6 separate regions of the Mus musculus genome follow, and regions 1, 2, 3, 4 and 6 are each linked to region 5. A link is a contact called in public HiChIP or PLAC-seq and promoter capture Hi-C data. All regions are on one chromosome and are shown on one strand. Each heading gives the region's core, a stretch centred on a gene start, on an enhancer-like site or on the middle of the called end of the contact. The rest is flanking DNA. Distances are from core to core; before and after follow the strand shown. Region 1 holds the start of Galnt7 (polypeptide N-acetylgalactosaminyltransferase 7). Region 2 holds the start of Spcs3 (signal peptidase complex subunit 3 homolog (S. cerevisiae)). Region 3 holds the start of Hmgb2 (high mobility group box 2). Region 4 holds the start of Sap30 (sin3 associated polypeptide). Region 5 holds the start of Hpgd (hydroxyprostaglandin dehydrogenase 15 (NAD)). Region 6 holds the start of Wdr17 (WD repeat domain 17).

What was found. Promoter capture Hi-C pulls out the DNA fragments that hold promoters and counts their contacts. HiChIP or PLAC-seq counts read pairs in DNA pulled down with a chosen protein or histone mark.
Region 1: a FOXA1 HiChIP or PLAC-seq map of pancreatic cancer cells shows a contact between it and region 5. The contact joins the promoter of Galnt7 here to the promoter of Hpgd in region 5. A contact is called at or near these places in 1 of 39 promoter capture datasets (liver) and 1 of 115 datasets of contacts at active chromatin or transcription factors (pancreatic cancer cells).
Region 2: a promoter capture Hi-C map of liver shows a contact between it and region 5, with 3 times the contacts expected there. The contact joins the promoter of Spcs3 here to the promoter of Hpgd in region 5. A contact is called at or near these places in 8 of 39 promoter capture datasets (the 3T3-L1 cell line, the C10 cell line, cranial neural crest and 4 more).
Region 3: a contact with region 5 is called in a promoter capture Hi-C map of liver, with 3 times the contacts expected there. The contact joins the promoter of Hmgb2 here to the promoter of Hpgd in region 5. A contact is called at or near these places in 2 of 39 promoter capture datasets (cranial neural crest and liver).
Region 4: a contact with region 5 is called in a promoter capture Hi-C map of liver, with 2.8 times the contacts expected there. The contact joins the promoter of Sap30 here to the promoter of Hpgd in region 5. A contact is called at or near these places in 5 of 39 promoter capture datasets (the 3T3-L1 cell line, the C10 cell line, liver and 1 more) and 1 of 115 datasets of contacts at active chromatin or transcription factors (pro-B cells).
Region 6: a contact with region 5 is called in a promoter capture Hi-C map of cranial neural crest. The contact joins the promoter of Wdr17 here to the promoter of Hpgd in region 5.

The regions. Positions count from the first base shown.
Region 1 is chr8:57,651,015-57,655,844 of GRCm38.p6, reverse strand. Galnt7 (polypeptide N-acetylgalactosaminyltransferase 7) reads left to right here and starts at 2,790. Exons shown (of 12, transcript NM_144731.4): 1 at 2,790-2,992. The coding sequence starts at 2,867. It overlaps AW046200 (expressed sequence AW046200), which reads right to left and starts at 4,092. Exons shown (of 4, transcript NR_040698.1): 1 at 3,858-4,092.
Region 2 is chr8:54,527,996-54,532,595 of GRCm38.p6, reverse strand. Spcs3 (signal peptidase complex subunit 3 homolog (S. cerevisiae)) reads left to right here and starts at 2,598. Exons shown (of 5, transcript NM_029701.1): 1 at 2,598-2,833; 2 at 4,181-4,254. The coding sequence starts at 2,691.
Region 3 is chr8:57,509,426-57,514,368 of GRCm38.p6, reverse strand. It overlaps Hmgb2 (high mobility group box 2), which reads right to left and starts at 2,526. Exons shown (of 5, transcript NM_008252.3): 1 at 2,364-2,526; 2 at 1,621-1,794; 3 at 1,162-1,307; 4 at 905-1,079; 5 at 1-403. The coding sequence starts at 1,770. The coding sequence ends at 242. It overlaps 2500002B13Rik (RIKEN cDNA 2500002B13 gene), which reads right to left. Exons shown (of 4, transcript NR_126553.1): 4 at 4,107-4,281.
Region 4 is chr8:57,485,332-57,489,851 of GRCm38.p6, reverse strand. Sap30 (sin3 associated polypeptide) reads left to right here and starts at 1,992. Exons shown (of 4, transcript NM_021788.2): 1 at 1,992-2,600; 2 at 4,217-4,342. The coding sequence starts at 2,286. 2500002B13Rik (RIKEN cDNA 2500002B13 gene) reads right to left here and starts at 1,889. Exons shown (of 4, transcript NR_126553.1): 1 at 1,659-1,889.
Region 5 is chr8:56,292,780-56,297,036 of GRCm38.p6, reverse strand. It overlaps Hpgd (hydroxyprostaglandin dehydrogenase 15 (NAD)), which reads right to left and starts at 2,485. Exons shown (of 7, transcript NM_008278.2): 1 at 2,325-2,485; 2 at 1,975-2,098. The coding sequence starts at 2,417.
Region 6 is chr8:54,722,800-54,727,590 of GRCm38.p6, reverse strand. Wdr17 (WD repeat domain 17) reads left to right here and starts at 3,223. Exons shown (of 30, transcript NM_001372370.1): 1 at 3,223-3,303.

The DNA.
Region 1 (4,830 bases), core at 1,541-4,040, 1.4 Mb before region 5:
TGGAATAAACCCTTCAATGTTTTGTTCTCCGAAGGCAGCCTCTAGGTAGAGAACAATCAGAGGTGAAGTGCTCCTAAGCCCTCTTCTAAGCTTTATTCCCCCTTTGTATTTTTAGTCCAACTATTTCCAGTGTTCCACCAAAAATATTAAAGCCTTCCTACACATCTGACACAGGAATACAACAAACTCCATAGACAAGTCTCCAATGTCATGTAACTTTTTATTCGCAAGTGGAATTAAGCAGTCACAACAAAGTGGTAATTCTTAGGGAGGAGAGGGAGTAGAAGGTGGGGTTCCTGGCCAATATCTTGGTGTACAGGAACAGGTTAGAGTCTAGAAAAGGCTTTTGTAACTGACAATAAAGTTTAATGTTAAGGTGTCAGAAGATACTGCAGGTTTGAAAAGGAGATCTCTGTAGAAAGGCCTGCAGGCGAGCACTGACATTTAGAAATAGTTCCCCTAGCTTGGGTACAGTATGAGGAGGCTAAGATGCCCTGGAGAGTGTAGCCCCAAAGCAGGCACAGTTCCGTGTGTGTGTGTGTGTGTGTGTGTGTGTGTGTGTGTGTGTGTGTGTGTGTGTGTAGGTCCTCTTTAGCAGAGTTCATGTGGGTGATGATTTTTTAAACATCACCAAACCCTTAAAAGGTTCTGACCTGTGGAATCCTGAAAACATTTTAGAGTAAACACAAGATGATTATACTGTTTGGCAAAGACAGTGCATGTGTTGGCAAGATGAGAAAACCTCTGAATTCAAAGAACATCGGACACCAATCTCAGGCGGTAGAAAGCTTAGACGACAGGCGTGAACCACTGGGTACATACTGTCTGCTCAGAAGTTTTATTCCTTTGCAATGAGTCTCCAGCTGGCCTCAGAGGCAAAGGCAACCCTGTCACCATTCACATGTGACCTCATAACCTGTCAGAGACTACTGCTTCTCTTCTTCATATCTCCCCTCCCATTAGGTGCAACTCTTTACTCTCTTCAGGGACCACTAACCCAAGGATCAACAAGTCGGAAACAGCTCAGAGTGGCAATCTCTACATGCAGTAATAGCTGCGGCGTTCACAAGAATTATACCCATAATCACCAAGACTTACCCTATTCGTATTATCTGTGCTTTATTTTATTATCTGCATGTGCACTTGGCCTCAATTATCTCTTTTGGCAATACTATGAAGTATTATAATCATGATTTTGGCAGATAAGGGCCCTAGGCTCAGAGAGGCTAAGTGTGACTTTTTCCTGACCCAATCATTTAACATAGCTTCTCATTTTCTAAAGAGTTCTCTACAAAGGCTAACTGCCAACAAGTGTGGCGAAAATCGTATATTTTAAGGTATACTTTCAGTTTCACTTAAACAATGTTAAGAACTCAGAGGAACACCGGCTTTTACAACCGAATACCTGGTTATCATTTTCTAACTTTTTGGCCTTGCATATTTCAAGTTGTGGTGGCAAGGTCATCTTAGACTACTAACAGCAGTTGGGTGAGCTCCCATCACTTCAGCGATGAGGGCTACTTCCCAGCTATGCTCATAATCACAGTCAGTTTTCCATCTTCTCAATAGTGGACAACCATATCTGAATAACAATGCATATACTGTTGATCACTAGGGGAGACTTAACCAAGTTTCACTTGTTTCGAAAGCAAAATACATGCAGATAAGGCAATATTAGGATTAAAAAGGTCAATTTACGCCATCCTTAAACCTGCTACCGAAAAGCATTTGTTCAACAAATTGAGTAGTTTAGGGGTATGGCACACACTGCAGACTGTGATTTAAAGTGATTGACATCTTTGGCACAATGTACAAGGGAGAGGCGTGTAGCTAAACATTTGCCAATATCCTTTCCTGGAAAAGTCAGTTGTGAGAGAAGCAACGATGCATGTACGGAACGTTTTAAAAGCCCGAAATCCACTTTCCCCAGAGTAGGAACTTGCAAGTCCATTAACAGGGACCGTAGTGAGAATTAGCTAGTCGACTTGGCTTTCTAATTAGCCCAAGAGAGAAGGCAATACTGCCTTTCCAAGTGAGTCCTCTTTTAGTTCTGTGGTGTTTGCACATCTCACCTGGGCCTTTCGATTACAAATCCACCTCCTTAAGGAGCCCTGTGAAAAAACAAGATTAAAAAAAAAAAAAACAGCTATAAATCAGCCACGTGGAGTTACTGCTGCAGCAGCGGTGGCTGACTTCCTGGTTTCCTTCCTGCAAGCCTCTGGCTGGGGAGATTGAGCAGTGGGCGTCGGGAAGGGCAGGGCAGCCTAGGGCGTCTGCAGGTCCACCTGAGGGGCACCGGGCGGCAGCATCCTGGCAGGGCACGGGCGTCAAGGACAGAGTTTTGGTCCCTAATTACAATAAAAGTTTGGGGATCTGCAAGCTTTAGGAAGCGGAGCCTTAGGGCAAAGGCTAAGACCAGACCTGGGGGAAAGTGTTAAGTTAGTTCCAAGGTTACTAGGGACTCGCGGGTGGTGGGGGGTGGGTTCTCGCGGTCGCGGGTGGAGGAAGGGGGTACTGCGGAGCTAGAGCGGGCAGGTAGAGAGAAGGGAAGCCTGGAAAGCTACACACGCCGGCCGGTCGGAGCTCTGCGGAGGCCGGCGGAGGGGAGGGGGTGCGGCAGAGCAGTGCAGAGGCAGGCGCGGGGAGGGGGCGGAGGGGCGAGCCAGGGGAAGGTAAAGCCGAGGGGAGTTCCGGATCTGGTGCTGGAGAGGGCAGGCGGTGGGGAGGGCGGCGGGCGTAGTGATCCGGGGGGGGGGGGGGGGGGAAGGAGGAGGAGGAGGAGGAGGGCCGGGGGAGGGGGAAGGAGGGAGGGGAGAGCGGTGGCGGCGGCTGCGCCGGGCTGTGTGTCTCTCGCCGCCGGAGGAAGATGAGGCTGAAGATCGGGTTCATCTTACGCAGTTTGCTGGTGGTGGGAAGCTTCCTGGGGCTCGTGGTCCTCTGGTCTTCCCTGTCCTCGCGGCCCGACGACCAGAGCCCACTGAGCAGGATGAGGGTGAGTGACCCGCCTGGCCCCCTCCGGCAGAGGCGACCTGCAACTTGTTTTTTTGCGCGCGCGCGTGAGTGTGTGTGTGTGTGTGTGTGTGTGTGTATGTGGCGGGAGCAAGGGGCGGCGGGGTCGCGGCCGCGTGGGCGCCGCAGCTCCGCAGGTGGCGCTGGCCCGGCGCCGGCCGATCGGGGGCGCCTAGCCCTACGCCGCGGGTACCCCTCGGCCGCCGCCGGCCCGCCCCCTGGCCGCCCCTTCCTCCCGCGCGTCCCCGCCCCGGGTTCAGCGCCGTCACCCGCGCTACTGCTGCTGCTGCCGCTACCGCGGCCGCCGCGGCGGCCGTGGTGGCGGCTATAGGCGGCCGCTCCAACGCCGGGACTGCCGGGGCGGAATCGCAGGACAGAGTCGGCTCCCCGGAGCCGAGGCTGCTCGGCGTCCGACTCGGGGCTACGACCCCCGCGCTGGCGGCAGGCGGGCGCGGGGTTGGTCCGAGCTGCGGCCTGTGGCGCGTGCAGGCCTGAAGGAGGCGAGATGCCGGCGCCGCCGCCGTGGTCCGGTGGAGCAGGCCCCGCGGTCCAGCCTCTCCTGTGGTCCCCGCCCAGTCCGGGTGCTCGCCGCGGGGGCGCCCCTAGCCTGTCCGCCTCGGGCTCCAGCCCACGGCGCCGCCTCTCCGCAACTCCCGTGGCCGGGAGCCGGGTGCAACGTGTAGCTGAGGCCTCGCCCCGCACCCCTTGTCCCTTCGATTCCCGGACAGGGGAGAGACACGTCCCCACCCGGATCGGCGTCCCTGCACCGGGGCGCCTGGGAGCCCCGGTCGCCCGCTGTGCTCCCTCGTCCTGCGGATCCGGAGCGGGCTCCAGTCCCCCGGCCCTACCTGGGCTGCTCCGGCCGAGGACCTAACTTGTGCCGGCTCCTGGCCGCCCCTCGCTGCCTGTTCCATCAGCCTGACGCCGAGAGGCGCGCTCCGCTGGGACGCATCCGTCTGCCGCCCTCGGCGCCGGCGTTAGTCTTGACAGTCCCGGCTTTGAGGGTTTAGTCAGGCTTCTCGGAACTTTAGTTACCGGGATCCGGCCACTGCGCTACGCTCGCCCCGGCAGTTGGCGGCGCGAACTGCTTCGCACCTCCCCAGCTTAACCCCCACCCCCTCAGCTTGGTGAACCGTTACACCCCCTGCTCCCCCGGAGTTCCTCATCCCCGAGCCCTCCAAGCCCCACAACCTCGAGTCCAGGTTAGACTCAGAAGAAGTGGGAGACACTAGGAGTTCTGGACACAGACGCTGAGCAGCCGTGGGAGGAGTCTCTTAAGAAAGTGCCTTCTGCAAAATCAGCGTTGCAGCTACATAATCTACTTTATTAATTTTACTTTTGGAAAGTTAGCGTCAGGAAGTTGAGGGGAAAAGCTTGTGACGACCTTCCAAGAGTAGGGCTCTTCAGTTGATGCTTATGACACACACAACTTAATCTGTAAATTGCTGCATTTGGGGCTGGCCTTACTGAAGTGGAGTCTCACCAAAGTCTAAATTGATGAATTTTTTTTTCCTTTTCACTGTGTTTGGAGTGATTTTTTTTTTGTATATTTTTGCTCTCAAACTGATTTGATGAGATGAATATTGAAATTGATTTTTTCAAGTCATGAACTGCTCTTTTATATAAGAGGCATTATATGATGCTGAAAATCCTAAGCCCCATTTTTCTGAGAAGGAAATTGAAAACCTGCTATAACTAGTTATGTTCAAAATGTCCTGTAGTTCTGATCCTTTTAAAGCCATGATTGGACCCAGCACGGTGGCGCCTGCCAGTAATCCCAGCATTTGGGGAGCTGAAGAAGGTCATATATAAGTTCAAGGA
Region 2 (4,600 bases), core at 1,349-3,848, 1.8 Mb after region 5:
TTTAGGGTTATTGTGCCATGCCATGCAGTTCATTGATGTGGTTCATAGATGCCATTGCTTGGTAGGACTTTGGTTGCTTTTTCCTGTTGAAAGTCAACCAAGGGCACCAGTAATAGGTTGTATGCCTGGGGAAAACCCTGGCCAACAATTCAAAAAATGCTTTCTCATGTACTGGGTTTTGTGTTAAGTGGTCTTTGGATCCTAGAGGGAGCATTTTCAGCCCAGAGGAGAAAAGTTCATCAAATCTATATATGTATTTTTATACAATGAATTACATGCATAATAGATCATTTTAGGTAAATAGTTAACAGTATGATTTCCTTTGGCTTTTTTAGAAATCCTTTTTGTTTTTCTTGTCTTCCTCCCTTCTTGCATTTACCCCTTTTCCTTCCCTGGAGAAGTGACCTTTACCCTTCCCCTATCAGATCACTGTACTCTGCCTTTCCTCTTTAACATCCTCCCACCTTCTGTATACATCTCCCTCTCTCCCTAAGAACCCCTCTTCCCAGTTCCCTGATCAGATTACTTGTACCCTGCTAGCCCTCTCTCTATTGCTCCCCAACTCCCCAGCCTTTTAATGCTCCTATTTTGCTTTCTTGGTTTCTACAAGCTATGCATTTACATTGGAAAATTTGGAACTAGGAGCATCCAATGAGAAACAACAACAACAACAACAACAAAAACATGTGAAGTTTCTCTTTCAGAGTCTGGGTTACCTTCCTCGGTATGATGTTTTCTAGTTGCATCACTATGTGCAAAGTTCATGATTTCATTTTTCTCTACAGTATTCACAGACAGGTTTTCTATAATTGTTGAGGTATGGCCATTTGCTTGTATTGTAATGCTAAGTGTGGGTCCCCAAGACTTGGAGAAGAGGGAGTCTAAACCTAGTGAGCTGTGTGACCTTGCCCCCAAGTTATTTCATTGGTGAATAAAGATACTGACAGCCAATAGCTGGGCAGAAGAGACATAAGCAGGTTTTATGGTTCTCGGGCTCTGGGGGAGGGGGTGTTGTTGTTGTTGGGAGAAGCACAAGCAGAGAGAAGAGGAAAGGAGGAAGAGAAAGTTAACAAGGGTTAGGAGTCATGGCCCTGTGGGCTTGGAGTTACAAGCAGCCCACATGAAACATAGTAAGTAAAAACTCTGGGTTATTGATAGGAAAGTAGATTCTAATACCACAGAGGATGGATATCTGCCCAGCTTTTATGCTGCTTAGAGTTTAATATACATATAAAGGTTGTGTGTGTCTTTTTATCCAGGAACTGAATGATCAAAGGTGGGGTTAAGACCCCAATTGAGATTAAATATCTCCACAGCATCCAACAGGCCATTACTTTCCCAGGTACACTTCAGTCTTTTGTTTCACAGGTACTTCTTTACCTACTGGGAACAGATTATTGGGTGTGTCTTACATATACCTCTAAGTGTTCAGTATATTTCATAGCATGTATCCTGGCACTCATCATCTGTAACAAGAGGCATCCTTTCTCTAAGTTACTCTATAGTAATAATACTAGGTAGTGTGTGGGTTGATTTGTTCTGTCTCACCACATACATGGCTTCCTCATTTTGTCTCTAGCACTATGTAGCATCCCTCAGTATTTATACCTGTTTTATAATTTAAGCTGCTGCTTTGATTTTGATAACTTTACTCAGTTATAAACCTCAGTAGGGTTTATACAAAGTGATCAATATACTTTTGTGTCTCACTTGCAGCACAGTAACTATTTATTAAAACCTTCCTTCACTGAATACAGTGTGGCTACCCGAGAGATTGAATAACCAAGGTTTTAAACACATCTAAAGACCACTCTGACTATAACTGCTACATATTTCATTTATTGGCTCTATTCTATTTGAGCCAGGGTCTATTCTGTTACACTCTCCATTCGAGGCCTAGAATATGCACTAGGCAATTCTTAATGATCCTGCCTGTATGCTGTATGAAAATTAATTGCATGGTAATGACTGAGAGGAGTTTAATCAATATCAGTTTCTCATTAACACCGTTTCATGGTTTACAGCAGCTGTTGTACAACAACCTATTTTGGATAAGTGGAAATATTTGGGATTGTGGTATAAAACACGTAACTTAAGTAGAGGTTCGGTTCTCTGTTGAAAGCAAAGCAACAGGGATTTGACTAATTGTCTAGTGCGAAGGCTGCATACCAACACTGGTGTCCCTGACTGCTATTTAGGTGCCTGATTGATTTCATTTTTCCTCCTTTCCAAAAATGTCCAACTTTACCAGCTTTGATAGAGGTGAGCTGGGACCACGCGTTTTGAAAAGTGACTACCACAGAACAGTTAAGGGGCCGCTGTCCCTATAAACTTAACTGAAGGTCAACTCGCAAAATGCTACTTCCCTACCAAGCCACAGAGGCCATGGAACAACTGAGCAGTGGAGGAGGCGGGTCTCCCCCCACACCCCCGTGGCAAAGCCCAACCCCCGTGCTCTTTGATGATTGGCGGATTCACTGAAAGCACCGCCTTCCGGCGCGTGCACGGCCGCCCAGTGGGTGGGACCCAGAGGGTGTGGGAGCGTGCGCGCTCCCGTCGGAGGACCGGAAAGGGGGCGGGGCGGGACGTGCGCACCCGATGCGCGGGTGGGCGGGGACTGGTCGGCCGCGGGAAGCAGAGCCTGAAGTGCGAGTGTGGGAGCCGGGGCCCGGGAGGGAAAGGTCGCCACGATGAACACCGTCCTGTCGCGCGCGAACTCCCTGTTCGCCTTCTCGCTGAGCGTGATGGCGGCGCTCACCTTCGGCTGCTTCATCACCACCGCCTTCAAAGACAGGAGCGTCCCAGTGCGGCTGCACGTCTCGCGGATCATGCTGTGAGTGCGGCCGGCCGGCCGGCCCCGCCCGGGGCTGTGTGCGCGGTCCCCGAGGGCTTCGCCGCGGGCCGTCCACTCCGCGGACGCGCGTCCCGGGGCCCTCAGACCCCAGCCCTGCGCGGTCGTCTCCCGAGTGGCCTGGGTCAGCGCTCCCCTTCCTTCCTGTTCTGCACGTCCCTCACCCACCCGGGCCAATGAGGGAGCAACACAACAGCACACCCACACCCGCGCTTCCGCCCGGCGCCTCCCCGCCTGCAAGCGCGCGTGGGGACCTCAGCCAGTCCCCAGTCCCCCCTGGCCTGGGTGTCCATCCAGGCGCCTCGGTGGGTGGCTCTGGTGTCACGTCCAGCCCCAGTTGGTTCTCTTTGACAGTCCCTGAAGACGTCTGTCTGTCCCTCGTGGACACACTACTTGGCAGCTGCTGCCTTGAAGTTAGGATGTGCAGGATGCACAGGGGCGGTTTAAACATCCCAGTTTCTTGTTATTTTTAACGTCATTCTTTAGCCAGCAACCTGAATAAGTCTTAGGAGACATTAAAAATAGAATTTCGAAATGACTGTTCTTTTCCCGTACTGCCTGTTTTATTTATAGCATTTCCCTCCATTTTTCTGGCACTTTTATCTTTCACGCAGTGGTTTTAATTCCTGTATGCTCTGTGTGAACTGTCCTCTACAATCTGCCCGTTCTTTTAGCCTTGGTTTACTAATTTGTTTGTCAGAATCACCAGTAAGTGTCTCCTCTTACTACTGCTGCTGCTTTTGATTTTTCATTTTTATCCCCAACACTTTTTGTTAGGTACTATTGGTGATTTAAATAGACGTAGCTTAGATACCGGCCCTGCCATCACCTTCTGTGGTGACCTAGATAAACTTGAAACATATTAAACATTGTGATCTTAAACAGGTTTCTTGCAGTCGCAGGTGTTAACATTTGTTGTAAGTGAAGAAAGTCACTGGAAGGATTGTTGTATGGATTTCAGATAATTGTGGAAAGTGCATGTTGGCTCTGACATATGGCATGTGCTTATAATCAGGTGCTGCGTTCCAGATTATCTTGTGGCCTGCTCCGCATAAAGTATTTGTGTTTCCGTTTTTCTTTTTAGTTTTATTTTTTTCTCTTCCCTTGTGTTCTCTCAGGGCTCCTCGTTAGGCAGATGAAAACCACTGACTGCCTTCTCTTGTATTGAATTATAATATTTATTTTCAGACAAAAGCTTACTCTTAAGTTTACGATTTCGCTGTTAAACTTGGGTGTGACTTCTGCACACAAGGAGCCCTTCCTGTTTCAAGTTGTGTACGTTTAGTGTGATACTGTGAGGGATGGTAAAACTTTTATCTTTACTTCTAGAAAAAATGTAGAAGACTTCACGGGCCCTAGAGAAAGAAGTGACCTGGGATTCATCACATTTGATATAACAGCTGATATCCTTCAAGAAAGCCTGGCATTGCCTTTTCTGTACATTTGAAATGAGATGCGAGTGTAGGAGAAGGGGAAGAGGGAGTATGACTCCACCCCAGCCTGGGAGTCATGTGCGTATATCTTAAGTCTTCGTTTAAACAGCAAGTTGAAGGTAGGAAAGAAAAGATACAGTTAAATCATTTTGGTTAGAGAAGGAAAAACTCGCCAGAGCTCAGCCTGCCCAGAAATAGCCTGTTTTCAATCTCAAATAATCTCTCATCTCTTAGGAGAGAAAACAAACAAACACCTCCTATGTTTCAAAGGACGTTGCATCTGCAGTGGTTTGTTCAGAGGGCCACTGATGACAAC
Region 3 (4,943 bases), core at 1,277-3,776, 1.2 Mb before region 5:
AAGAAACCATTAAATATTTAGAAACATTCAACATCAAAAGCTTTAAATCTAACTGTAGTTGTAGCCCCTGAAAAAGCTACAAACTCTTCTTAAAAAGTATTTTCTCTACAAAGAATCTCATCAGCTATACAAAAATCTGTACAGTTTTTATACTGAAGCTAATGTTGAGCTGCACTTGAATTTCACATTCTTAGCAAAATAATTGCCTGAGCAAATATACTCCACACTTTAGGACAGCCACTTATTCTTCATCCTCCTCTTCTTCCTCGTCATCTTCCTCCTCTTCCTCCTCTTCTTCCTCCTCCTCATCTTCTGGTTCGTTCTTCTTCTTTGAGCCTGTTGGCCTACCAGGACCCTTCTTTCCTGCTTCACTTTTGCCCTTGGCACGGTATGCAGCAATATCCTGAAACATTGTCAAAGTAAGATCAGCATCCGATACCACTACTCAAGTGTGAAAAACCACTTAATTGTAAACAATTTAACATCGACCAAAACCCTTATTAGCTGGTATTCAAACCACTCCAGGTTTGAGAGCAATTGTTCCCTCCATGCTTGAGAAAGCACATCAGGTAACTAATGAGAGCTCCCTGAGATCAGTTACTGCACTTTTACTATCAATGTCAACCCCTTTCGCACCTTATATTTATATTTAATATACAAACTACCTAAAAACATAGCTGGCACTCTACCCTCTAAAATAGATTTACACAACTACCACGAGTGTACAGGCAGGAAATTTGCAAGGGCCACAAAACACAGTATCACAAGGTGAACTTGTCTGTACTGCTCAACTTTCATCTGGGGTTTCCAAAAACTGACAGGCAGTGGTTAACAAATATCCCAAGTTCCTACAGCTGACATATATCATATAGAAATATCAGTTATTATTTAAAAGGCACCGTACCTTTTCATACTTCTCCTTTAGTTTAGCTGCTTTCTGCTCATACGGTTGTTTATCTTTGGCAGATTGCTCAGACCACATCTCACCCAGTTTCTTCGCAGTATCTCCAATAGACAGGCCTGGGTGTTCAATTTTGATCTTTGGGCGATTTTCAGAGCAAAACAGGAAGAAGGCAGACCTGCAAGGAAGCAAGAGTTAACAAATAGAGGACGATGGGGGCTGGGGGGGCGATGGGTTCGTTAGTTCTCAGATCAACTTACGGTGGTCTCTTCGGAGCATTGGGGTCTTTTTTCTTTCCTTTCTTATCCCCTTTGGGAGGAACATAGTTCTTCATCTCCCTGTCATAACGAGCTTTGTCGCTCTTGGCCAAATCTTCAAACTTGGACTTTTCCTTTGCAGACATGGTCTATGGGGCAGAAAAAACGAGTCAATCGGCAAGGACTTCAAAGCTCCTAGCTGTCCGAGTAATAAAGAAAGTGGATAAACAAATAAGTCGAGTCAATCTGTAAACTCTGAGGCATTTGCATTAAGGGCGCCCTCGGCTTGGAGACCAACCTTTAAAACCCTCGGGTCCCCAGGGTGGCAAAAGCTCGCGCGCTCCCTGGTCCCTGTCGTCCCCCCCCCCCATCCGACCCGCCCCCGCCCGCGGGGACCCGCCAAAAGCAGCCCGGAAACGGCCTGCAGCCGGGCACGCGCGCCGCCCGCCCTCCCTCCCTCACCTTCCATCTCTCGGAGCATTTCTTGGAGAACTCGGCGAAGTTCACCGACGAGTCGGGATGCTTCTTCTTGTGCTCCTCGCGGCAGGTCTGCACGAAGAAGGCGTACGAGGACATTTTGCCCCGCGGCTTGTTGGGGTCACCCTTGCCCATGACGACGGCGCGGCGTCTGTCTACCTGCCGAGGAGAAAGCCGTGTCCGGACCGGGGACCGGGGTGGGGACCCGCGGGGAGGGGGCTGCAAGGAGTGAGGAGCGTGGGGGAGGGGAGCGGGGACAGCGGGGAGGGGGGGGATTCCGCTCCGCTTCCCGCCTAAACCCCGCGCGCCCCCGCGAGCGAGCGCGGGAGCGCGCGCCCCGGCCAGGCCCGGCCCAGCCCAGCCCCAGCCGGCTCCGACCCGCCCGACTCGCCCGCCCGCCCGCGCCTCAGCCCCTCGCCCGGAGGCCGAAAGCCGCCGCCGGCCGCGCGCCCTCCCTGACAGAAAAGCCGCGCGCCTTACACTTACACAAGCCACCGCGAGACCCACAGCCAATCCAGTTTTTAAGAAAGAGACAGAGAGAAAGAAAAAGAAACGCGGCCGGGCTCAAGGGCTTTCTGGCCGCCCTCCATGGCCCCGGCCCTCACCCAAAGACTCGGCCGCCCTCTAAAGCCGCCGAAGCCGCCACGCCGAAGCCCGGCAGACGTCCCCCCACGTCTACGCGTTAAGAGCCAGGCCGCCAAGCCCCGGGCCTCCCGGCCGAACCTTACCTGCTGCGAGCGCTGCTTCCCTCAGACCTCCGCAGAGAGACTTCCTTCCCCAAGCTCCGGCGAGAACTGGTTTCTCGCTAACGCAATCCCCAGCCTCTTGTTTTGCAGAGTTCTCCGCGCCACGGCAACTTGACCAGACCAGTCGCGGGCCACACCTCCCTCCGCTCTGATTGGCTGTGGAGGATTATTCAAACCCGGAGAGTCCCCGCCCCCCCACGGAGAAGGCTTCCGATTGGTGGGTGTCTGGCCAGGCCCGTCCCTCCAGGCTAAGCCTAGCAGGTTCGGTGGGTCTCCCAGGTCGTTAACTCCCAGACCCGTTGGAACCGGTCTAGAGAGGAATGTACTGCTCGGCCCTGATTGGCGGCAGGAAAAGCGTTTGAAAAATGGCGGGCCCGCTGCTGATTGGCCATGAGGGTGGGGCAGGCCCCGAGAGGAACTGCCCCGGCCAGATTTAAAACTAGCAAGGAGGGCGCCTGGCGCTAAACTCTTCAGGTGATAAAGATGGCTCCGAGGTGACTAAAGGCGCTAGGCCAGCCGCGGTTTGGATGCCGTGGCCTGCCTGGGGCTCAGCTACGAGTTCACGAAATAAAAAAATGGGAAGAAAGTGGGGAGCCCGCGGCGCGGAGCCATGATGAGGCCGAGGTGGAACCGGAGCACGGCGGGCGGGGAGCCTCAGACTGTGCGGAGAGTCTCACGGACTCCTAGCCGCGTCCCCTAGTGATTTAAAAATAAATAAAGTAGCCCTCGCCCTCCGATCGGAGCCATGCCTGCCTCCGCGCCGGGACGGCGTCTTCCACAGCTGACCCGCCTAAGATCTGCGGGTTGGCCGCACTGCACCCCAACACTTCGCGGGCGCGGGTGGGAGGCCAGGGTCCCTCACCTTGCCGGTCAAGCTGCTTTCCGGGGAAGGAGGGCTCGGTCCTAACAGGCCATTTCTGCCTTGTGATTTGGCTGTGGAGAGCTCTTTCCCCCCCCCCCCCCTCGCAGATTGACGCGTATGTGGCACCGCTGTTTTCACGGATTTTCAATGTTTTCTACCCCCAGCAACTTTGCTTGCATTTGCGGGGCTGCCCTCCTGTTTGGTTCCTGTGTGAGGATCATTTTCGATAGTGCTTAAGGACTTAGCGGTTCTTAACTTTCTTTTTAAAAAGTAGACTTGAACGTTGTGTTTTTCTTGGAAATGGATGATGGTTCAGCATTGCGAATATACTTAATGCCGGCAAACAGTGGTCCGCCTTTATGTTCTACGACAATAAAAACAATAAGGTGCCAGTTAGGTGTGGGGGCATATTTTCCCGCTTTAAGGGTACCACCAGATTTGTTTTTTTGGTTTTTGGTTTGCTTTTTGTTGTTGTATGTTTTGGTTTTTCAAGATAGGGTCTCCTGGCCGGTGTGTAGCCTGGCTGTCCTGGAACTCACTAAATACTCCAGACTGACCTTGAACTCAGAATTCACCTGCTTCTGCCTGGGATTAAAGGGGTGTACCACCATACCTGGCTAAGGTGTCAGAATTTTGTTAATCGTAATGCTTATAAATTGTGTCTACCTGAAATCTTACATCTAATAAATGACAGTTGCAACTAACCTATAAACCAGACACGCACAGTCAAGCTCACCAAACCTGAGTGTATTATTCAAATAGCATTGTAAGTGAAATTACTGATGCACTACACGTTTACATCATGTATTTAAGTGTTACGTGTACCAGGGTTCTCTAGCGAAACAAAACCAATAGACTGAATCTATATGTAGGAGATTTATTAGAACGACTTATAGGCTGTGGTCCAACAATGGCTGACTAACAGTGAAAGGTCCAAGAAGCCAGAAGTTGTTCAGTCCACAAGGCTGGATGTCCCACATGGTTTTCAGTATAAGCAGAATCCTGAAGAAGTAGGCTCTAATGGCAGTGAAGTAATTTCTAGGAAGAGCAAGAGCAAGCAAGCATTCTTTTTTCATGTCCTTTATAAGGCTGCTAGAAGAAGGTGTGGCCCATATTAAAGATGGATCTTCCTGCCTCAAAAAAAATCAGGGTTAAAAGTGGATCTTCCACTTTAAATGATTTGGGGGGGGGGGTGTTTCGAGACAGGGTTTCTCTGTATAGCTTTGGCTGTCCTGGAACTCACTCTGTAGACCAGGCTGGCCTCAAACTCAGAAATCCACCTGCCTCTGCCTCCCAAGTTCTGGGATTAAAGGAATGTGGTTTTTTGTGTGTTTGTTTTTTGATTTGTTTTGCTTTTGTTTTTTTGGTTTTTCGAGACAGGGTTTCTCTGTAGCCCTGGGTGTCCTGGAACTCTCACTCTGTAGACCAGGCTGGCCTCGAACTCAGAAATCTGCCTGCCTCTGCCTCCCAAGTGCTGGGTTTAAAGGCGTGGGCCACCATGCCCGGCCACTTTAAGTGATTTAATTAAGGGGGGAAAATCCCTCACAGGTGTACCCAGCTACTTTTTTGGCTTTAAAGTTAATTTCAGATGTAGTCAAATTGACAACCAATAGTCTTTAGCATCACATGTGGTTTGGCATTTCTTTTACAAGACAATCATGTCGTAAAGTAGATTGTACTTATATAAAAGTTGCATATTT
Region 4 (4,520 bases), core at 743-3,242, 1.2 Mb before region 5:
CTCAGCAGATAACCCATGGCTCTGGCATTTTTGAACATCTTGGAGTCTCCAAGGCAACTTAAACATTACCGCTTCTTGTTCCAGTATCTAGGATCCACACATGATCTTCTGGGCTCTTCCAAAGGGCTTGTGTCACTTCTCCAGCTCTGCCCTCTGTAGCATTCTCTGTAGCAGATTGACTCCACTCCACTGTTGCTGTTGTTCTTGGTGATCATTCTATGGTACTGGCATCTCCAATATGTTAGGGGCCTTCAGCTGCAACTAAGTTTCACCTCTCATAGGCTCTCTTCATGGTGCCACGCCTCAAATCCTTTGCATAACCTCTTCAGTCCTAACCCATCAACAACTGAGGCTGCACTTTCACCAATGGTCTTCCCTGGCCTCTCACAGCTGCTCTTCATGACCCCTTCATACCTTCAAAACCACTACCACTTGGGTGACACTTATACATTACCAAGTACAGCTGCAGTACAGGGTACAAACTTGGGTATCTCGGAAACACAGCTTCTTTTGCCTTCAGAAAACAACTCCCAGACGATTTCACCTCTGTGGTATTGATCTCTTCGTAATCACTGCTAATTTCTTAGCTCCAGCTAGCCAGCATCAATTGTCCTAGTGGTGCCTTCTATTCTTGACTCTAAAGCCAGCCACATAGCCGGAGCACCTGAGTTCTGCTACTTGCTGAGGCTGGAATGTGGCCCCTTCTTATTCTATTACCAACTTTATGTTTTCCAACTCCTTCCCAGCCTAAGCTTAGCTGTCCTGGAACTTGCTCTGAATATTGACCTTGAACTCAGAGATATGTGTGGCTCTGTATCATTAATGCTGGCATTAAAGGCATGTTCTACCATGACTGGATTTAAACTTTTCTCTATTTGGAACTTGCTCTGTTCCAAGCTGGTCTTGAACAATGAAATCTGCTTGGCTTTGTCTCTTTGGATTAAAGGTGTGAAAGCTTGGGCCTAAGTTTTTCATGACCTCTGTGACGATTATATATATATATATATATAATCGTCACTGAATTGGTTGAATCTAAAACAGGCTTTCTCAAAACTCTTCCACTTGAAATAAATTATTTTTGCTTAAGCTTAAGTCTAATAATTATCAGAGGTTCAGGGTTGGCATGGCCACGCCCATTCTTCCACCCCGCCCACCACAGGCACAGGCAAAAATACACATTACGCGAGCACAAACACGTACCCAGGCGCGCACGCGCGCAACCCCCCCCCCCCCCACACACACACCCGCGGCACACACAAGCACACATGTACGCATGCATATGACTCAAGAAAAGAGGTTTCTCGATCCTCGTCCCCTACAGCCAGGGCTAAGTTTTGATGAGTAGTCTGCAGACGTGATACTAGTGTGCTTCCTTTAAATGGTCTTAAACCCTCTTAGATCCGTTTGAAAGGAATCCAAGTGGCAGTAGAGGCGACAAGCAGCCCGATGCCTGCCAACCCGTCGGCACACGAGTATGCCAAGGACCTGCCACGCTCTAGAAGTCAGCTGCGGTATGGAGATGGAGATGAAGGACTCTCCGCCTAAAGAGCGCTAGGTATCCCGAGTTTTCTTTCAATAAATACCAAACAGCCCGTAAACTTTTTCTCACTTAATTCTTACTACCCCCCCCCACCCCCCACCCCCCCACACACACACACCATTAATGCTTCTTCCCAGGAGTCAGCTGGCGGTCTGAACACTAACTTTGCGAAACAAGAGGAGCTAAAACCAGCCCTTGCTCGCAGGAGAGAATAGAGGCGAGAAAACACGGTAAAAGCCTGACCTCACAGTCAGACTTGCCCGGTGCTTGGAATGGAAAAAAAAAAAAACTAGGGGTGGCTCGCCACGCGACGCATGCTGGGATGAGTAGTTTGTCCCGCTGGTCCCGCACGTAATCAGAACAGAGCGCAAGTTAGCTCCTCGATCAAGAACTACCATTCCCGTGGGGCCGCGCGGCAGGTGTGGGGCGGGGCCAGAGGAGGGGCGTCTCCCTCGCGCAGGTTCTGGGGTTGAGAAGGAGGCGGAGGAGCTGCGGTCCAACTGCTGAAGTCTCCATGTGACAGTGAGTGGGGTCTCCTTTCTAGGCGCCACTTCACTCCTGATCACAGTCACAGGACCTGGTAGCTATTCCAGCACCGACAGACCGGCCGGCCCTGGACTCTGGGCGTCGGACCGTGCCGCCACCAGACTTGGGGTGCGGAGTGAACGGCCGCCCAGGGGAAGGAGGCGGAGCGGCGCGGCGAGCGGGGCTCTGTAGCGGCGCCGGCGCCCCCGAACTGGCAGACATGAACGGCTTCACTCCGGAGGAGATGAGCCGAGGCGGGGACGCGGCCGCCGCCGTGGCCGCGGTGGTCGCTGCTGCGGCTGCCGCCGCCTCGGCGGGGAATGGGAACGCAGCCGGCGGTGGGGCAGAGGTACCCGGTGCCGGTGCAGTGTCAGCTTCTGGGCCACCTGGAGCGGCCGGTCCCGGCCCTGGGCAACTCTGTTGTTTGCGGGAGGACGGTGAGCGGTGCGGGCGCGCGGCAGGCAACGCCAGCTTCAGCAAAAGGATCCAGAAGAGCATCTCTCAGAAGAAGGTGAAGATCGAGCTGGATAAGAGTGTAAGTGGCCCAGGGACCGCCCTGCCCTATCCTGCGTGCCTCGCCGGATGGTTGGCGGGGTTCACGAGTCTCGGGGATTGGGTTGCAGGTGGGATTAGTGGTTCTCTGATTGAAACAAAGTCCCTGCAACTCCGGCCACCTTCCCCAGCGCGCGCTCGCGCAGTGGTGCGGGGCTCCTCCGCCCCTCGCCCGGACTCCCGCTGCCTCGCGTGTCTCCCACGCCAGGCTTCCCTCTTCCTCCTTTGCTGCGATCTGGAAACGAAACAAAGGGGACCGCAGCACCGAGGGCCCGGAGTAGTTTTCTCGCAGCCGGGCAGTCCCTTCTGGAATGGAGGCGCCTTTGTTTTGCTGCCAGAGCCGGTGTCTGCCCTAGGGAGCAGCTTCGCTCCTCTAGGGAAAGTAGAGTCTGGCTGGACCCCACAATTCTCTCTCTCTCTCTTTTTTTCCTTTTTGTCTTTTCTTTTTTTCTTTCCTCCTCGTTGTTCTCTTTCTCTTGAACACAGACAAGCAAGCTGAGCTCACCAGTTGCCTTACAGGGAGATAGATGATTGTAAACGTTGTTTGCGGTGTCAGCTCTTCGGGCAGCTGCTCCGAACCAAGGCTGCAAATAAGCCTCTGCGGTTTTACAGCCCTCTCGGCAGCCATCGGGATTTCTTTTTCTGTCTTTATGCACGTCTGCTGTTTTGGCCAGCTATGAGGTTTCAGAGAATTCCATTGCTACTTTTCAGAGCTCTGACTGATGGCAAAGGAAGAACAAGATACAGAACCTCCAGACATCCTGTATATTTTTAACTTACCCTTAGCTTAGAAGTCAATTTAAAAGCCTGTTCATTCGGCCTTTAATTGTAGCCTTAAAAGGGGGGGGGGGGAGAGTGTCAATCAGCTCAGTATTTCCTAGTCCACTGTATATACAGCTCTCAAATCCCCGAGTAATTAATTTTTTTGAAAAGTTTATTTGTGATTCTGTTTAGGCAGGTTTCTCAGTAGGGTCCATGAGAAACTTTGCAAGAGAACATGAATAATTTGCTTTAATTGAAAACACAAAATACAGAGAAATATATTCGCTTAATCCTTAAAAAGAAACCTTAGGGTTCAAATTTAAACATAGGATATGAATTCAATGTTGCATTTGTAAAGAAATGCATACTTTGTACCTGTAGAATTTCACTATCTAACAGATCAATCAGAAAGCATGTACCTACGAGTAATATAATGCTGCTCTCAAGCTAGAGAAAATACAAGGACAAATTTGTGGGCAATGCCACCTCTCCCTTTTAAGTTAAAATCAGCAGGAGCTAACTTATTTAGGTCACCTTCCCTGCAATTTGATGACAAGACCCAGAGAATTGGAATTTTTCTTCCTTTCCTGCCTGCCTGCCTTCTCCAAGATACTACCCGCCCGCCCACCGCTTCCAATTCCTCCCCTCCCCCATTTCCTTAACAGTATCGCCAGATTGCTAATGTTACAACATTTTAATAGTGGAAAGAAACATTGCATCTTCTGAACAGTGGCCTGTTAAGATGATTTTTAGTCAGCCACCTGGGCCTATGCATTTTACTAATACTTAGCTGCAGTTTTTCTGGACTCACAGTCTTTGAAAATTTTTCCTTTACAGGCAAGGCATCTTTACATTTGTGACTATCATAAGAACTTAATTCAGAGCGTTCGGAACAGAAGGAAGAGGAAAGGAAGCGATGATGATGGGGGAGACTCGCCTGTTCAGGACATCGACACTCCAGAGGTAGATGGCAGGCTTTTCCCCATGTTATATGTAAATCATAAGCATGCTGGCAATCCCAACACCATTCTGTAAATATTTGAGCTCTTCTTTAACTGTTTAAAGCATCTGAAAAATCTCAAAAGTTATATACAGTCAGTGAAGATGTATTTATACTAATATTAAATCTCAGACGACATTC
Region 5 (4,257 bases), core at 1,236-3,735:
CAGACTGCAGCCAACTATCTTTTTTCTTTCCTATGGAAGATGTGTATTCTTAGGCCTGCAAGTGAACATATGGGTTCTTTGAAATAGATAGATCAACCCAAAATTTATCTTGACTGAAATAAATTCAAAAAGTTATTAACAACCATCAAAGGTGATTGTTAAGCATATTGACAAAGCTTTGCATAAGCATCATTTTATACTTACTAAGCCAAGCCGGAAACCAAAACTAAAAGTGATATATAGTGATATTATATATATCATTTATATTTCAGTGCAACTTTAAAACAGTTCCTTAAGTCGTAAATTGGTTCCAGCAAATGTCTAGGTTTCATGTCTAGGTTTAATTTTCTTCCCTCCTGGAAGCCACTGGTTAGACTTTTACTAAAGTGTCCTATGCTGTCTGCTGTCTGACATCTCATTGAGATTTCAGCTCAAGTGACTTAGAAGTTTAGCTCCTTCTGTCATGTACATGCTATGATCCTCTTTATAATTTGTCTGAACATTTTGTGCTATTCTGGTTTGCTGATTTTCACCATAACGTATCTAGATGGGCTGCAGGAACCCTTTCAGCTCTGTGTCTTTATGAGCCCAATGTATCTAAACAGTCTTAAAAGTTGTGGGCAGCCCTAAGTTCTGAAGTTTCAAGAATCCTTTCCTTTTATGTATGAGGGTCTCTAAACAAGGTGGGGACTTCTTATGATAGACAGGTCTTCTGGGCCATTTACTGTGTGCTTGAGGTTCCTTCACAATCACTTAATGTTTAAGGAATATATTCGTAGACATGATACTCATTTTAAATACTGGCAGAATAACACATTAAATACCATGCGTGAAGCCATATAATTTATCTTTACTGGTCCCTAGTCCAGTAGCATGAATGTTGGGACTGGGCATGACTGTCATTGAAACTAAATGATATAGTATCAATAAAACCATTCTCTGGCAAAGGATGTTCTATTATGACTTCTCTTAAAGATCTCTTCTACTCATAAAGGCTACCTCTACTATCGGACAGATTAGCATTTTCAGATGTTAATGATGTTCTCTTTAATCCAATTACCCCTATCTTAGGTCCACTGTCTTCTAATGGATCCGTCCATTTTTATTCATAGGGTATATTCTAAGATGTAAGAAACCTAAGATCTCAGGATTCCATTGATAGACACTGTAGAGCAGGTTGGGTTTGTATTCTGACTTCCAGATTAAAAAGGTGCCTACCGATTTACTTTGTTTATTTGAACAATGCCCTTTGAAACATCTTTTTTTTTTCTATATTTTCCTGGAGAAATTATCTTTAGGGAAATCCTTTGAGCCCTCTATACAGCCAGTGTGCATTGCTGATGACAATATTCTTCCTGACATTTCACAAGTAGATGGATCTATTTTAAGAGACCACAGAAAAACAGGAAAACATTGGGGAAAAGCGATAGAGCCTTTTCTTCTTTAATTCTAAAGAAGAAGAAATTTAACGCCATACAGTTATTATTTTAAGTGCCATCTTAGAGGGGAAACCGAGCAAAGATCTGGCTAAAAGCAATTGCTTTGCCTGTGACCATGACCTGGAACTTGGCGTCTGAAGTGTCTAAGCGAAAGGCACGCTGAGTTTGATTGTTATTGGAGAAGTCTTCCAGCTCTCTGAGAACTGCTTGCCATAGTTCCGCAGCCTGTCCCCCTCACTGGGTAATTAACTGTAGCAGCACTGTCTTCGAATACACAAAAGATTTGATTACATTCTGTGCTGCCAAGTGGCTAAAACAGAAGGATTTCTTAGGCAGTCCTGTCTTACTTTTTATGTCCATTGGGTTATCAGAAAGAAGCACAGAAATTCAAACTATCCATTGGAGTTAGAAGGTCACAGCTTCCCGTGAGAGAGCGTTGCTGGCTCTCAGCCTTGTCTGCTCCTACCTGGCAGTCAGGTTGCTGCTTGCACAAGGTGTGTTCCCGAGTCTATGGATTGATTCCCCAACGTCTTACCTCTCAGTTGTTTCTGGTCAGCCACATCACACTGGACGAACAGTGTCTTCTGAGGTTCGAACTGCTCATCTAGGGCAGCTTTACATTTTACACCTGCCTCAAGATTCCAATCCACCAATGCTACCTACAAACAAGAAAAGAGGGAGCGGGTCTCCTATGAAGGAAACAGCCGCCACCAAGCCACAGACACACAAGCAATGGATAAAAAAGACGCTCCCTTCTTAGACCTCAGAATGTGCTCATCCAAGTTCGGGTTCTCTGCCAGCAGCGTTGGAGGTCGGCTTGCGAGCCTGGGGCTCGGCACCCCAGGGGCTCCGGCGGCGTGTGGGTGGACACGGAGAAGTCCTTACCTTGGCGCCATGGAGCAGCAGAGCCTCAGCGAAGGCTTTGCCTATGCCCTGTGCCGCGCCGGTCACCAGAGCCACTTTGCCGTTCACGTGCATGGCGGGTCGCGTCTCTGCGGGTGGTGGGCGAGCTCAGAGTCTGGACGCCGCAGCAGCTTTTATAGCCCACTCCGTGCGCGTGTGCAGCGGCCCTAGGAGCTCTCTTGCCAGTGGGCGGGGATGAAACTGTCAAGCCAGCGCCTAGGAAACCGACATTGTGTCACCTGCCCCTGAGCACCAGGGTAGGGTCGGCGCACAAGGTGATCTTTGCCTTCTAGGCTTTCAGCTGTTGCAGATTCCCCAGCAGGAATTTTCCCCAAGCCTCTGGCTGCATGAACACAGTGAGCTAAGAGAGGAAAAGCTGAAAGGAAGGAAGACAAACTTTCTGGAAAAGTTTCTTGAACGACTCAAAAGTTAATCTTACAGGAGAGAAGAGAAGAGGCTTGGAAACTTGGATTTCTCCTCACAGCCTCAATAAATATTAAATTAAAAGCAAGCAAAAGAAGGAATCAAAAACAATATTTTAAGGGGCGTTGCTGTGCACGTGTGTGTGTGTGTGTTAAGCTTTTTCATAACTTCTCATTTCATAAACAAATATAGTTATGGGCTTGGGGTGAGTGAGGATAACGCTTTTATTTACTGACGTTTTGTACAAACAGTGAGCACAAGAGTTTAATTTTGCTCTGACTCCCAAAACCTGAATCGTGTTCCAACGCCAGAGTTTTAAGAATCTTCCTGGAGTTTCTGTCTCAGATCAGTGTCCATTGTGTGTCATATTGAACTGTCCTTAGTCATGCCAGCATCAGTGGTAGCCTTGCATATTGTGATTTTGATGGAAGTTTACTTGCTGGACCACCTTGGCTCCTATGGCTCAGTAATCCAGATTTGGTATTGAGGTCCCCAGACCTGCAGGAACTGGAGCCCTGACTTTATGCCAGGGTGACTGTTTGCCAGGACACGAGTCCACTGACTAAGTCCCTTTCTCACGTTCACAGCGGCAGGCTTCAAAGTGCGTTCTGTCAGTTTAATTCATTGGCATTTATTTTCAGGCACAAAGACATCTGAGCACGCGGGAAGCCCGAGATTAACAGCAGAATGAGTTCTTTGTGTACTTTGCCTGCTTAGTGAAGGAAGCCTTGGTGAATGTGCCCGGTTCCTCAGGGAAGTGTTTGGAGAGGCTGCAGAAAATACAGAGTTGGTGTTAAGCCAACTGGTTTCAAAGTTGCCTTGAAACTAGATCTTGAAAAAAAATGCTGAGAAGATAGGAACATATTTATATCCAGCATTGTACTGAGAAGGGGAAGTAGAGGCACTGTATTTTAATTTTTTCTTTATTCTAGAGAATTTCATGCACATATACAAGGAAATATGTCTTGCTCCCTCCAAGTTTCCTCAGATGCCCGAACAACCCCTCCTCTCTTATTGTTTTTTTTCTCCCAAGTAAACTGCTAAGTTCAGTTAGTCCTACCCGTATACATTTGGGTGTGGGACTCGTCACTGAAACTCACCAGTGGGTGTATGTAAGGGCTTGATGTTGAATGAGAACAGCAGAGACAAATAAGAAGAAGACAGGCAAATAACAGAAAGCCAGGGCTGAAGGCTTGAGAAAAAGAACACATCTTCACCAGGAAGGATTTGCCCAAAGCTAGAAAAACAAAGCAAAACAAACAAAACAAAAAACAAAAACAGCTACTGCACTATGAGTGAAGATGTCTGAAGAGCAGTGGCTTTGCAGCGCTCAACAGAGAGGAACCGTTCCAAAAGTCAAGTGGTCCCTAAAGCTTTGATGGAGATGAGCGCCACATTTGGCAAAAGGTTTTCAATCAGCTAGAGCAGTAATAGCCAGTATGAGTAAATTTAAAAGGCACAGCACCTGATGCGAAGTTTTAGGAGAAAGTGG
Region 6 (4,791 bases), core at 1,974-4,473, 1.6 Mb after region 5:
TTCATAACGTATATTCAAGAGACTTTCTTTCTGGCAAGCATTCTCTGAACTGAAAATACTGTGCTGTGGCACCAGAGGCAATGCCCTGAGGCTTACTTTTGTAACATCTCTGCAAAGCACACCCAAAGGGAGTTAGCCAGACTCTGAACAAATTTTTTATGAAGGCCAGACTTTTGCTTATTGCTATGATTTTAGGATTAAGAAACTAGATGAAAAATTAGCTTCCTTTCAATCTGGTAACATTAAGAGACTTAAACCTTGAATTAAAAATCAGTGCTGGAAGCCCGTTTTAAAGGGGGTGGGGGGAGGCCGTATCTAGGGATCTGAAGTCTTCTGAAATATTTTCCACCAATTGCTCCATCTGGGATTCCCAGACACAGCAACCTCTTGCTTTGTTTTCATAGCAAAGCGGCTCCAGGTATACTTTCTGGAAGCAGATGTCTGAACCTTGCTTTTACCTTTTGTACTGTGTGAGCATATTTTATGTGCTTCTTAACGACGATGAACTCTGTGTACTTAAAATGGCAAGAACTAATAATGGCTCCGAAAATGTCATGCTGAATGACTGACACTGGTTTTTTTTTTTTTTTTTTTTTTTCCTGTTGAGATGGGAACATCACATCAAGTGTTAGCTGAATAAAAGACTGAAAAGCAGAGTGAAGCCATTCTTCCTTTAGAGATGACACCATATTGTTCCTCTGGATCTAACTATGGTTGTAGTTCTTTAAATCTTCTATGGAAAAAACTATGGAACCAAACCATCTGGTAATGGTGCCCGCTACCAAACCAGACCACTAGATTTCAGCTCTGGGGCTTCACATAGTGAAAGGAGAAACCAGCTCCCACACCTTGTCCTTTCCCATTCATATGTGTGCTGTGTAAGTGGTGTTTATAGACATAGACATGTATATGGACATATATTGATAATATTTTTATGCATCAGTATTTTTTCTTTAAAAGCTGAATGCACAGCTATGGACTGCTGGGTGTGGATGTCTCATTCTGTTATTTTCTTACATGGAGAGATCTTTTTTTTCTCTTTAGATCCATTATCAAGCACACATTTCTCTACTTTGAAGATAAGACAATTCCAAAAAATGTAATATATGTTTACATGAATGTCCCCTTAACATTCTTGTTTTCTTCATTACAGCCCAGGCAACCAACAACTTTCTTTTTTCCTCCCAATCAAGCATGCTGTTTATCTCTTTGCATCCTTATATACAACCTCCTAGATGCCATTCTTTAAGAAAAAGCTCAATTTTACTAGCTTCAATTGGATTCTCTTGGCCAGGAGAGGTTAATGTTTGACCTAAATCCTGAATTCTGTATTCCCCACATCTAGTTTTTCTATATTTCTAGTTTTATTTTTCCTTTCACAGTCTCTAGATCCTTTCCTATCTGTGGACAGCCACATTCACCTTCCACAAAAAAAGCAAGCAGGACATGATCTATTAAATTCATGATGTGCTTTCCCAGTACAGATCATGCTGCATAGATTGCCCATATTCTTTTCTATCTTATAAAATCCCATTTGTTTCTATTTCCTGAATAAAGTTAAAGAAAAAAAATTCTCTAAAAGTCCCTCTTCTGAAATCAACCCATAGTATCTTACATAACTACATTTAGAGTTCAGTACATAAAGCTATATGCATTAACACATGGATTTTCAAGATATTCTATGCTGTTTAATTTCCATTCATTCGTTCACCAAACATTTATTGGAGACCTGCTACTGTTAGTCATTTCAACATGGGATAGGGCAAACAGTTGTAAGAAATCGTCTTAGCTTTTAACAAATTTATTTTCCATAAGGAGAGTTAGTTTTAAGTAAATTTTGATTTACAAATATAGCATAAGTGATTCTAAGGAAACAGAGCCTCTAGAGAATATGTTGGAAGAAAACAGTAGCAGTATGCATTGTGAAGGTGAATAGGAAATATTTCCAGAGATTTTCTCTTGTAAGGGTAGATGATTGTTCAGAACTTGGCCTATGATTGAAGCTCCAAATATCATAAATGAACTACACTTTGTGGGATGAATTTCTCTGAAAAAAAAATTCACGGTTATGTAGAAGAGTCTACAGACTAATTTTGTTTGTAGAGAGTTGGCCAAAAGTCCATCGCCAAAATTATTTGGGACTACCTTACTCCCTGTAATAGTTGTTTATTGTTCTGTATCTGATATAACATGCCTTTCACTATTATGGCAAAGCTTTTCAAATATATTAACTTGGCAGACTGTTCTACTAACCACAGGCTAAGGATTGTCCTTAGACAGCATCTAGCAGATTTCCCAGGTTTATGTATCTTGCTTACCTGATGTATTATGACAATAGTTTGTTAACTACTTCCACGGTGGAACACACTATTTGGGGCAACTTGTATCCATGTTCCTTGTATTGTATCATGGTCTCTCAGAACATTGATTCTGAACATCTGCTTACTCCCTTTGGAGTGCATACTGTGCTTTTAATGGTCAGTTTCAAGTATACGAAGGCCAATTTCCTCTAATGTATTGACTAAAGGACCAAATTAAAGAAGCTACTTCAGAAATATAAACCCTAATTACATGACACTAGCATATGCTTTCCACCAGTGTCCACGGGGCAAATATGTTTTGCTCATGTTATGGACAGTTTTATTAATTGCTTGCAGCTGGACTAATCAAAACAATTTCATTCACAGATGTGGTTCATGCGGCTACTTGAACCAATGAAATATTAAGACGTGCAGGACAGCGAGCACTCTAGACTCACATTCCAAGCAATGCTTCAAGACTAATGTAGAAACCAGGTGATTTATTTCTTGTACATTCGATTCATTTTTATATAAGGTACAGCTTCGATGTAGCAAATTAGGCAGTGACAACGCTAGTGGGACGTATTCCTTCTGCTCCACCTTTTAAAATAATGTACATGCTTAGCTTGAAGCTTTGACTCAAAGCTTAGGAATCACATCTTCTGCACAGCAGCCGCGTTGCTAGGTAACCAACTCTCCGGGCCCTGTTTCCAGGGGTCACCAGGGACTTCCGCCTCCCTGTCCCATGTGCTCCAATCAGATACTAGGGTGCTTGTCACGTGCAATTCTGGGGCGGGATCCAGAGTGCTGTCCTCCCCAACCTGCACTGTGAAGGGTGGGCGGAACCCGACTCTGGCTCAGGGATGTTCAGGGCCGCCCCGCCCCTGAGAGCTGAGTGGGCGGCGAGGAGGGCGTGGCGGGTGCGCGGGCCAGGGCGGTCCCTTTGGCCGGTCCTGCTTCAGCACCTGCGGTTGTCCAGAGCTGCAACTGCTGTCTCCTTCAGGTAAGGCTCAAGTGGGGTTGCAGTGTAGGAGACTTTGCTCAGCGCCCAATCAAAGAGGATGATATTTGAATGAGTTGGCTTCACGTTGGTGACCAGCACTCTAAGGTCGCAGACTAGGACTCTGAGCCTCCTACAGTGCTGTGCAAGCCATGATGCCTGAGGAGCTAATCCCAGGAGTTTTGCAGCCACACACCTGAGTATTATAAGGCATAGTTAGAACTCAACATGTATGAGGATTCCCCCTGCGTGGAAGCTGGGGCTGTTTCTAAACACATTTTTGCTGTTATTTCTAAGCTTTTAAGTATATGGGTGTCTATAACCTAGAATGTTATTCCACCAATGGGCAAGACGTATTTGCATAGATTACTTTGTCCCTTTGAAATGGCTGTACCAAGAAAGCTTTTAAAAAGAAATGTTATAAGGGCAATACTAACCTGAGAAAAGATTGTTGTATATTAAGGAGATCATAAAAATTCTTTCTTGTTCTCTTACCGATGTATCCACATTTGTATGCAAGTATTCATAGGAGCAAAGTCTATGTTATTAAAAATGAATTAGAATACACAAAATACACTAAAAAGTTAGATCATATATCAATCACATGTCATCATTTATTTTATATAAATGTCTTTAACATAGATTTGAAGATATATTTCTAACTTACTCAGAACAAACTATCCTCCAAAGAATACTAAGAAATACGCACCCATTGTTTAAGAAATATGAAGTATTCAATTTAATAATATGATATTATAATTGCCAAATTTATCACTATCATATCATTTCTAGGTTACAATGATCACAAAACTAGTTAGATGCAAGGGAATTTATGAGGATTTAAAAACTTGAACTAAAAAATGATGAAAATATTCTATACATTTGCTGGTTCCTGTGTTCTCTTATCATTATTTTGAACGGGGAGAACTTAACACTGCAACAGTAGTGACTGAAACCTGTAAGTATTCCTTTATTCTGCAAGGTGCTGCAGCAACCAGAATGTGCCATGCCATGGTTATAGTTTTATGTTGGAAGACAGAAATCTGAGGCTGTCTGACGAACTTCAGTAACTCTGAAAACTTGTCAATTCAAGAAAATTTGGGAAACTTGCTTTAGTGGATTATTTATGGGTTAATGTAACAAGTGGTAGTTTTAGCACATTAAGAGTTCTTGGAAACTTTTCTAAATTGAAATTAACTAATAATCTATTTCAAAAGATACCCATAAAAGGAAAGTTTCTTTTTTAAAGTGAGGTCTACAAATGTGTATATAAAGACTAGTTGGATTTTTTTTTAATTTATGTTGATCTGGTATCTCCTTGTGTTGATTTTTAATAGATTGCTAAAGAAGCATAAACACTTCTGGGGAAATAGTATTTTTAGTTGCCTTTTAAAAACTTCATTCTCTTTAATTTTATAATTAAAATGTTATATCAGAATTCTAAAATCACACTATTTTTATTAGATATTTTCTTTATTTACATTTCAAATG